Linked DNA regions of Zea mays: region 2 is linked to region 1. A link is a contact called in public Hi-C data. All regions are on one chromosome and are shown on one strand. The core of a region is the stretch at or near the end of the contact, and the rest is flanking DNA. Distances in the headings are between cores, read along the strand shown. Region 1 holds the start of LOC103653616. Region 2 has its middle 120 kb from the start of LOC100279916.

Region 1 (5,773 bases), core at 3,093-5,592:
CAGTAAGGATATTGGCCTATAGTCACATATTATAGTGGGGGTCCTTTTTAGGGATTAGCGAGATGTAGGAGCCATTCATATTCTACATGCATATCATTCCATTGTGGAATCGTTTATGGAGGTCATCGTAGCTTCTCCAGTCCCTCAATCAATACCTACCGCTCATCCTTCGTCTCTCCTAGCCCATCGACATGAGCCTGCATGATCTTCACCTTCGTTGTCGCCCACCGTCCTTATACTGCACATATGCACACCACAAGTTGACAGACATGGTTGCACAACACAAGTTCTCGTACTCTAGTTAGTCCAAGACCCACACCAAAAACACTATCCATGTTGACAATCACTCATCATCAACTCAAACCATAAGTGACAAGTCAATCATGTGTTCGCAGTAAATGCTAGATAACATAATAAAATATTGCAGTTGTCTAGTAGATCTACTTTTTTTGGTTCTGCCACTGTCACAAAAATTTTGGAGTCGTCGAAATATATGGAAACAAGAAGCAGAACAATCTTAGAAGAACTTAGGGTCTGTTTGGTTGGGCTGTGACTGTGAAAAAAGTTGCTGTGGGCTGTGAGCTGTGAAAAAAGATGTTGTGGGCTGTGAGCTATTAAAAAGCTAAAAATCGTTTGTGGAAACCACTAAAAGCAGTTAAAAATTCTTCGATATATGTTTTCACAGTTTCATCCGAAAGTCACTAAAAGTAGGTCCAGTAATGCTTTCAGTTTTGCACCGCGAGAAAGTCAGCTTTTAGAAAAAAACTGATTTCTAGATCCATCCCTTTAGTTTTGCTTTTGGCTTTTAGGGGGCAAAAGCTAAAGTCAAAAACCAAACGAAACACACCTTACAAGTTCCAAGGCCACCCTGACCTTTGTTAATGCACTTCCCTGACCCTGTCCAGAAATTTGAAGTGCTTGGACGGTAAAGATTAAGCAGTTATGTTAGCCCATTATATCTGCTCACGATCAAATTGGATGCAAACAGACCATAGAAAATCGATATCAAAATAGCAACACCTCAGCCAGTAGCAGTACAACAACACGTCAGCCATTAGTTGGATACAATTTTTTTTAAAAAAAGACAAACAAAACATCGGTAAGTTCAAATATTGTTGCTCATGGGAACTGAACTAATGCATCAGGGGATTAAAGTAATTGTTTGGCATTCTCTAGCTAGATTGGATTTTTAGGGAAAAAATGTCTCCACTAAAATAACACATGTTAGCTGCAGCTGCAAATCTTCAGAAGACCATTGTGCTTCTTGTCCAAAGTAAATACATCAAAATTGAAAGTTTCAAACCAAATAGAAATTTTAAAACCAGTAAGAGATCTAAACTTGGTCACAATGGACCTCTTAGTGCAGATCTGTTTTGATGTAGTTGCAGATTCTTTTTCTTAGGGCTAGTTTAGAAACCCCATTTTTTCAAATGACTTTTATTTTTCCAAGCAAAATTAATTCATTTTTCCTTTGAAAAATAGGAATTTCTTATAAAAATGGAGTTTTCAAACTAACACTTAAATACCTAAAAAAACTAATTAACTATTCGTTTGATCACAGAACCAAGGAGATTAGAAGGGAATAAATCCCCAACAAGTCTATCAAAATCCCCCTCACGGCATGTTCGGGAGGATAGGATTGGAGGTGTAAAACCTTTCTACTTTTCAAAATTGAACTAGGTCAGTACCCGTGCGTTGCAACGGGAATATATAATACCATGATAACTTATATACAAAATGTGTCTTATATTGTTATAAGAAAATATTTCATAATCCATTTGTGATCCTAGCCATACATAAATTTTGTTATTTTAATTTAATTGTTTCACTAATACATTGCAACCATCAGTATCATGCAGACTTCGATATATGTCATGATTTGCATGGTCTCATTATTGGAGAGCACGTGCCACACCTGCCGGTAGAAGTTCCGTCGTACATCGTTAGTCATCAGGCACGCACCACCATACACACTTGCTTAAACAAAAAATGCAAGTGTGTGTTTGCGAAGAGAATTAAAGGCAGGCCGGCACAAAAGGTACCCCGACGAGTGGTCATTGTTGTCGGTCCACCTCTGCTCACCTCCGGTGTCGAGATGACGCCACAATCCTTGATATAATAGTCGTCGAACGCGCGTGATATGGTGAGTACCGACCACTCTTGGCTGGGCTGCCAAATGAAGTGCACCCCGGGCTCATCAGCGAGGTAGTACACCTGGTCGTTGCACCACCGGATGTGCTACTCCTCTACATACATCTTGTTCGAGGACACTCACACAACAACAACAATGGTCATCATTCCAGCGCACAAGAATTCATGGTCGGTCAGTAGCGACTTACGTGGCAGGTTAGGCTTCAGGTGGATGATGAGCTAGACGGCGTGATGGCGTCGTCGTAGGTTGCGATGCCTAGAACAACCCGAGAGTCGTCGACATTGGCGACGACCATGAGGTCCTCATGTTTGACGATGGACAGCGCGGTGCAGCCGCTCTGGACCACGTCCAAGCGGCGGCTGCGCCGGAGCTTGCCGTACACAGCGGCGCATGGGTCATGTAGGACTGCTTCCAGAGTTCGAACTGGCAGTCACCAAGTTTCTTCTCGTCGTCGGTGAGCGACGCCAACGCGAGCGCCTCGTGCTAGTGGTGTTTGTTCGGGGTTTCCAAGTAAGAAACATGGATTCATCTTTGGCATTGGTTTATGAAAATGATTTATAAGTTAGATTCATGGAAAAATATTATGGAGAATAAATGTTACACATGCAAAAAAAGTATTTAAGTTGAAAACATTATTCAAACAAAAGAAATTGCATGCAAGGCTCTTCTTTAAATACTACTCCCTCAATCCAAAAATATAATTTAATAATCTCAGTGATACTTATCTACTACTACACATTGTGCAAGGGTAGCAGGTGGGCTTCGGGAGAGATGTATTATATGTTTTTACTATAATAGATGTAGATATAAACACACATGTGGTGTAGTGGTAGCTACAAACACATTTATTTGAGAGGATTTTAGCTTTTCGAATCCCCTTCATTTTCCTGTCTACCGAACAAGCGCTCAACCCTTTCTAGTCTCTTTTAGTCCCTTTGATTTCTAGAACAACCGAACCAGGCTTGAGAGTGAGAAATAGCTAGAATTCCGAGTGTGGAATCAAATGTAGGAGTCTTCACAGCGGTACCAAAGAGGAAAATGATTCATTGTTCTGATGCTGCACGCTGCAAACACGATCGGTGCTTAAAGTGGTTGTTCTGTTTGGACGCTGAAAAGCAACACTCCACCGGTTTGCTAATCCCTCAAGCCATCATCACAAACAAACACAACTGCATTTATGTTCCTTGGAGGCTTGGAATCGCCAGTGGAAGAAAAGAGAGACCTTGATACGCTTTGTTTTGTCGTGATGCTGCGGTTAACTATCCAGATCCCGGTGCAGGATTTTCGCTGCATGAAAAACTGCGAGTAAAATGGCCGGCCCAGCAACTTCCCTCATGCCCTTTTCGTTTTTTACGGATTGGAGGCCCGAAATAATTTCTGGCCGGATTGTTTCTTTAAATTATGTAAGTTCTGATAAATTAGAATGAATCTTGGTCTAATGCTAGACAAACGAACGGACCCTCAGTTGATCACGCTTACTTAATCCGAATATGGTTCATGAATCATGACAGCTTACCGTTACTTTTTAACCTACTTGTGGGTTGAGATGTCTTTCGTCGTATATATGGTTTGGTTGCCCTACATGAGTGTACGTTGTGCACTGATGACAGGATCTGATTCTTGCTTTGCAGGTTTCAAAGGCAGGAGCTGGAGTTGAGGGATTTGTTCTAAGCTTGCACAACACTTCAATGAGCTATTATCTGCAAGATTCTGAGGAACACATACCGGCTGCAACTGCAAGCAACCGTCGTTTCCGATTCCATGACTCTCAGCTGCCTACATATGGTGTATCAAGGGGTAAAAAAAAAAAAAACCAAACAAACGTGACAAAACATCTGAATTCAGATCGCTCTCAGTGAATCTGAAATCTGAATGCTCTCACGAAGCCTGCCGACTTTCTGCTCTCGCTATGGGCTGCAGGTAAGATCCTGGAGACAGAGCACTGTTATATTGTGAACTGCAGTATGTGATATAAATTCATTAAATATACACTTCAGCTGCTTCACCAGTTTCGGAATGGTAAGATAGATAGATGCAAAGTGGAACTGCAGCACAGAAACAATTGGAGCATCCTTGGCTTGCAGGAGCGTGCATGTCGAGACGGAGAACAAGGATGAGCAAGGTATCAGGCGAACTGAGTAAATGACACGTGACACACCCGAGTAAGCTATGAATTGCGGGCGTCGACTATAAATCCGGCGTGAGCGTCGTCTTGCTCTTGCTCCCAGTTGCCTTGCCTTGCCTGTCCCCATCATGGCCTCAAACCTCATCTCCGCCTCCAGCCTCGAGACAGAGACAGCCATGGCGGATCCTGGCGAAGGACCTACTGCTCCACCCCCGCCACGGCTGCAGGAAATAGCTCACGATGTGCCCGACCATACTGTCACGCAATTTTCAGCCTCACAAGACACTGAAACCGCCGCCGGCGATGCTGCCACCCACGACTCCGCTCAGCCTAAAGCGGAGTCGGCCCATTGTGCGGTTGGCGAGCCGGAGCAAACCACGACAGAGGCAGACGGTCAGCCACATGTCGCAACCATGCCACAGGAAGTTGCCGCATTGCCGTCGCCAGCTGAGACACCGGTGCAAGAGAGTGCGGCGCAGCCCACACTGCCGCCGCAGAAGCAAGAAAGCCCTGTTCCAGAACTAGCCTCCTCAGTCCACGAGGAGGAGAAGGACGCGTCAAAGGCAAGGGGGGACGAAGGAGAAGAGAAGCCCACCGCGGCGCGGAGGCCGCAACTGAAAGAGACTGTAAATTTGGGCGCTGTTGAGCAAACCACGACACAGGAAGTTGCCGCATTGCCTTCGCCAGCTGAGACACCGGCGCAAGAGAGTGCGGCGAAGGCCACACCGCCGCCGGAGAAGCAAGAAGGCGGTGCTCCGGAACTAGCCTCCTCGGTCCACGAGGAGGAGAAGGACGCGTCAAAGGCAAGTGGGGACGAAGGACTAGAGAAGCCTGCGAGTCGTCGGTGGCGATGGCTCCGCGCCGTCGTGGGCTTGTTATTTCTCCGCCCCAAAAGCGGAGAGACGAAGATGCCGACACCGCCGAGCGACAAGCAGCCGGTGTCAGGGCTGGAGGACACGAAGCCTACGACAGGGGAGATGCCGCCGCCCCACAAGGACAGCGGTAGCCCTGTACTTGTTCCATCCAAGCCTGAAGTGGGGAAGACCGAAGGCGAGATGAAGACGGCGGCGGTGGACGTCAAGAAGCCGGTGTCAGGGCAGGAAGAACAGAAGCCAGCGGCGAAGAAGAAGCCGAGCCGGAAATACAGCTCTGGCGCTCCAAGGAGGGAGATGGAAGACGGCGAAAGGAGCAAGGGCGGCCGTGTTGAAATTGAAACCCAAGTGGGGAAGGCGACACCACAGCTGGAAGGGGAGCGACCTATGCGAAAGAAGCTCCAGAAGGCGATCAGGTTGGTTCAGCTCCTCATGTCCTTGTACAACAAGCACCGCTCCCAATCCCAGGAGAAGAAGCCAGACACGGCTTCCGATCCAGGTGGTGAGGAAGACAGCGAGGCCAGGCTAGAGTCGGCGCCGGAAGACAAGAAGCCGGCGTCAGCAGAGCAGGAAGAGCAGAAGCCAGCGGCGAAGAAGAAACCGAGCCGGAAGTACAGCGATGGC
Region 2 (5,716 bases), core at 665-3,164, 170 kb after region 1:
TAACGGATTTCTGTACAAAATAGATAAATAATTACATCATATGAAGACAACGAAACAGCAACCCAAAGTTGACTCGGAGACGACGACCTAGACCTCTCACGAACTCATCACATCATCCTCCATACGCCTCATCCTGCGGTACCTGTTCTTGACCTGTGGGGGTGTGAGACAGTAAGGGTGAGCTCACATACGTTCATCGCTCAACAAGTTGTGAGGAATAATGTGCATGAACTCGCCAAAGGTAGGAGCTCATGTGAAGTGTAAGGCATACCAAAGAGGATGGTTAAAGCTGAGCATTGCTTTTAAAGTTGGTCAAAATTTTATTAGCAATTACTAAGTATAAGTAGATACCAAACCAGAGTAATAATAGATCAAAATTAATAATAAACCACAATGCGATGCAAATGACAAATTGAATTTAATTCCATACATTAATCATGCGGGAGTCCTAAGCTGCTCATGACCGTGAGCACGGCTAGTATACTAGTTTTACACTCTACAGAGGCTGCACCCTTTACCCACAAGTCATGTCACCCGGTTGCTAAAGGGTCTAGAAGTCCCATTCATCTCTACCGAGGAGACGAAGCAGGGTAACACTACAAGGATGAAGCAGGGTAACACTATGAGGCCTTTACAAAGTTTCACTAGCTTCAGAAAACCCGCTACAGTTTCTAGGTAGCGCAATGCACAAATCCCCTGTCTGACCACCATCGCAGCAAAATCAACCCAAGAACCTCCCTACACGCCAACTCCTCTACTGCCCTTGCCCCTTTCGGGTAAGGTAGTCCTTCACTAGCTTTCCTAATTAGTTAGCCAAGAGCGTCCCATTCCACCCTTGTGGTGGCACATGTTTCTCAAGTTAAGCTCCATGTTCCAATTAACATAATAGTCTTATCATGAACAATAATAATAAGGAATGACCATGTGTAATAGTTATCTCAACACCCAAAACCATATATAGCAATAGGAAAGACTACCCAAAAGTTCAAGGGTAAATAAGGTGTAAAGATGACCAAACTAGGGTGACCTATTGGGTCCCATCAAAATTAAACCTATGCATGCCAAAATGATTATAGAGAACATTATTGGGTAAATAAAAGTGGTTAAAGGCACAACTTGCCTTAGACTTGAGATTCCCAGATACCAGGATGATCTTCAGGTTGTCGTGACCTCACTGTTAGTCATAGCAATACCAACAAACATAGTATAGGAAAAATTAACATCACACCAAACATAAAGACAAATTGCATAATAATGATCTACGCCTCGCTACAAGATCGCGGGTTCGAGAACGACTTTTCGTAAGATATTCACGATTTAAATAAATAAAACTATATTCTATGTTGATTAGTGTCATTCATGTGGGGAGGTATTTATTAAGAAATAGATAGTTCATCCACCTTCTAATTTACAACTGAATTAGGACCAAGTTAGGATATCATACTTAGCTTTAATCAGGAAGATTAATCCACTATACATAGGTTAAATGATTTTCCATTTATAAAAGTATGGGATATTGCATAAATCAGTGTTGTACTACGTAGACAAAATTACTATGGATCTAGTGCAATTTGAACGGATCAAACCGGAGCTAGTATGAGGAATTTATGAGTTTCTTAGGTTCTTAGATTTATTTTCATACCTAATAAGCAATTCTCATATTAAATTTATAATCATACACGGCTATTAGACTGCGGCCACTATTTCATTGAAATCCAGGGTCTATTTTGTAAGTTTTAGGACCTTGCTGTAATGGTCTTTGACAAGAACCGGACTGCGGGTAGATTATTCCGAACTCGAGGGACTCTTTATAGAAAATACCCGGCCGAAGAGGTACCCTCGCATCCTGGCCGCACGATCTGTTTTTGATGGCCTAGATTAGATTGAATCTCACCCGAATCGGTATGAAATCCGAGCTGCCCAACGAGCGGTCGACGACCCAGATTTTATTTAATGCGATCTAATCTACTCCGTTGAACTCTAGATGGATGGCCAAGATCTCAGCTTCAATGCGACAACCAGATATCTAATCTCCACCGTCCAACAAGCGAGCAATGGCACACATCTCGCCCTCATCCTCCTGACGCACAAGGCACAAGCGCGGCGGCGCGAGCGATGTCAGTCGCGGCGTAGGCCAACCCAGGACCCCGCACCCCAAACACACGAACAACCGATTCTACACCACGCCAGAGAGACAGCGAAACAAATCAGGGTGCCCTAACCGTGATTCTCGCCGAGGCAATCCTGGCACCCGCACGGTGTGGACCGCGGCGCCCCGCGATCACCATCGAAGACCCCGAGCACCTAGCTCGAACCTCATGCTCGTTCGAGTCCTGAACGCCCGAAGCGCACACGAGTGGCGAACGATCACCCCGAAGTCGATGCCATACTCCGTCCGTGGCAGCTCCCTCAATTACTCTCTACGCGCACATGGAACGGCGGATGGTTTCTTGCATCCGGTGATGAAGCGCTCAACTCACGACCAGGCATGGAAGGAGGGGGGTTCATCGGCCCCTAGATTTATACTTCTAGCGGTGAATTCCGAGTATGCGCGGATCGCGGGATCAGGACCAGAGTCCCAGCAGCGAGTTCGGTGCCTCTATTACGGAGCTTGGGTGGGAGATGTGTCTGACTAGATGGTCCCACGCGACAGTGCCCCCGCGCGCTGAAGAGCTGGCGTGGGCGTGGGTGAGTGTGTTGGCGTGTGGGCCACGGAGTCAGCGAAGGGAAACAATTCCACGCATGGTGCCACTGGCTGGCGGGGCCCCCACGTCGGCGTTAGGGGCGCGACAAAATCACTTGAGGCTATTAAGCGGGTCCCACCTATCGGATCCAAGGAAACGGCACAGCAGGGCCAGCGCTGGAAATAGTGAAGATGGGCCGAGGGCACGGGAAGTCGGTCCTATATGAGTGGTTCTCTTTTTCTTTTTCCTATTTTCTTATTTCATTGCCAAATTCAATTTGGTTCCAATTTCAAATGTGGGTTTTGGGTTTTCAGTTCAAATTTAATGCTCAATCAAAATCCAGCATGGATGCCAATATACATATATATACATATATATATATATCATTATTAATTCATTTCTCTATTTAAGTACATGCTTCTAGATATGCACTTTACACATAAATAGTTATTTTCAGAAAATTAATTTCTAAGGTATTGTCTGTGTCAGGGTATGATTTAAATTAAATCCTTTTTAATAGTACTTATAAGTATATTTTCCAATAAAGGAATAACTAAAATCATATATGGATACTTTTGTTTATTAGGAACCATATTTGGTTTAGTAGATATAATTCAAAAGGGAACAAAGTTCTGATTGAAAGTCATTTTAATTTAAATTATTGAAAGATTTCATCAGATTACCCAAAATATGATTTTGAGGCGTTACAAATTCTACCCCCTTTAAAATAATCTCGTCCTCGAGATTAATAAGAAAAGGGATGTAACAAGTTTGGTTTAAAATTTAGTTTCACATATGGTTTAGGAACCAAAAGTTTTGTTCCAAGTTCTTAAATACTAGTTATTAGGAACATATGGACATAGTATGTCTAGTCCTCTATTAGGTCAGATGAGGTAAGGTTATGTCAAGTATAGGACGGGGCAAGGAAGGATAATAAGAAGAGACTTCATCCTGAACTGTGGATCTTGATTCCTCTTGAAGTTGGATTTGATTCATCTCCTTCCTTGTCAAGGTTGAGCTCTTTTTTCAGACCTTGGTGTCTTTCTTCCAGGATAGGAACATGTGGTTAAGACAGATTTGTAGGTGACAAATAGGTAGAGCCACTAGTTTAGTAGGTGGCTAAGAGTTAAATGGGATTAGTCCGATTTAGTTTGGTTGTTTGCTTCTAGATTGGTTGGATAAGTTATGTAACGTATTATGTAGGTCAAGTTGTTGTATATGGCCGAGTTGGTCTGTCGTTCTTAATTTAGTGCAGGGTGAACATGTTTTATAGGAGTAGAGTCTAATCTATTTCATCAGTATTAACCTTCCTGTTAAGTAACTTACATTAGATTAGCTCAACTTAAGGTTAGCCTTCGTAAGGTTTGGTTAATCTATCACTTTAGATCAGATCTAGGTTAGATTGGTATGACTAGCTCAGACTAGATAAGATTTAATTAATTTGCGTTAGATCATGATCATGGTGGGATAAGTACAGTGGTTAGGATAATATGAATCCTTCAAGATAAGATGAATTTATTAAAATAAGAGAGAATCTTTTAAGATAAGATGGATCTATTAAGATAGATATATTTTAATGGGCGATAATCTGAGCGGATTAGTTATCTTATAAACATATTAACTTTTTTTATTTGCTTCGATGCAGATGCAATTGTGGATATTACTCCACAACTCATCACACTCAATCAAAGAATCGAATAAAGCAGTATTATAAGGAAAAACACTCATGCATACAATTTTTTTACCAAAAATAGTTTTGATTCGGTTCCTAGAATTAGGTTTCCTATTCCTAATAGTCACTTTAGGTACAGGATTTCAAAGTGTGAAATCCACTTTGGTCTGTAGACGAGAAAAGGTAAGAGTAATCAGAGTAAAGCAGCAATAGATGAGAAAGATTAAGAAAAGTTTAGAAAGAATCAGAGTAGCAAAGGTAATTAGGTAAGGGTTGTCCAGTTCTATCTATGTTTCGTCCTACAGTCAACATTCCTCTGATACCACTTCTATCACACCCGGGTTTCGGGGGCACCAAGACCCGGGCGTGAAAATAATCACCAAGTGTGCTGGGACCAAGTCTCACACATATGATGACCCATGGTACAGAAACGAATGTCACATCATTATTATATAATGGAGTTCTATATAAAATAGATAAATAATTACATCATATGAAGACAACGATCCAACAACCCAAAGTTGACTGGGAGACAACGACCTAGACCTCTCACGAACTCATCACAGCATCCTCCATATACCTCGTCCTGCGGTACCTGTTCTTGACCTATGGGGGGTGTGAGACAGCAAGGGTGAGCTCACATATGTTCACCGCTCAACAAGTTGTGGGGAATAATGTGCATGAACTCGCCAAAGGTGGGAGCTCATGTGAAGTGTAAGGCTTACCAAAGAGGATGGTTAAAGCTGAGCATTGCATTTAAAGTTGGTCAAAATTTTATTAGCAATTACTAAATATAAGTAGATATCAAACTAGAGTAATAATTGGTCAAAATTAATAATAAACCACAATGTGATGCAAATGACAAATTGAATTTAATAGCAAAAATTAATCATGCGAGAGTCCTGAGCTGCTCATGACCGCGAGCATGACTAGTATACCAGTTTTACACTCTGCAAAGGTTGTACCCTTTACCCACAAGTCATGTCACCTGATTGCCAAGGGGTCTAGAAGTCCCATTCATCTCTACCGAGGAGACAAGGCAGGGTAACACTACAAGGCCTTTACAAAGTTCCACTAGCTTCAGAAAACCCGCTACAGTTCTAGGGAGCACAATGTATGAATCCCCCGTCTGACCGCCATCGCAGCAAAATCAACCCAAGAACCTCCCTACACGCCAACTCCCCTACTGCCCTTGCCCCTTTCGGGTAAGGTAGTCCTCCACTAGCTTTCCTAATTAGTCAGCCAAGGGCATCCCATTCCACCCTTGTGGTGGCACATGTTTCTCAAGTTAAGCTCCATGTTCCAATTAACATAATAGTCTTATCATGACAGAATAGAATAATAATAATAAGGAATGACC

Evidence for each region. Hi-C and Micro-C count contacts between places; a contact is called where the count stands out from the background.
Region 2: a Hi-C map of endosperm shows a contact between it and region 1, with 2.0 times the contacts expected there. The contact joins the enhancer-like site here to the promoter of LOC103653616 in region 1. A contact is called at or near these places in 2 of 25 Hi-C or Micro-C datasets (endosperm and tassel).

The regions. Positions count from the first base shown.
Region 1 is chr4:119,010,421-119,016,193 of Zm-B73-REFERENCE-NAM-5.0, forward strand. LOC103653616 reads left to right here and starts at 4,343. Exons shown (of 4, transcript XM_008680466.4): 1 at 4,343-5,773. The coding sequence starts at 4,406. LOC118476938 (a long non-coding RNA gene) reads right to left here. Exons shown (of 3, transcript XR_004857797.1): 3 at 3,645-4,080.
Region 2 is chr4:119,184,202-119,189,917 of Zm-B73-REFERENCE-NAM-5.0, forward strand. No RefSeq gene overlaps it. Among protein-coding and RNA genes, the nearest start is that of LOC100279916, 120 kb to the left of the region's middle. Within about 2 kb of position 1,915, at least 18 of the 20 cell types and tissues checked have an H3K27ac peak or open chromatin away from gene starts, as enhancers often do. A contact at or near this core is called in endosperm and tassel, where this site is marked.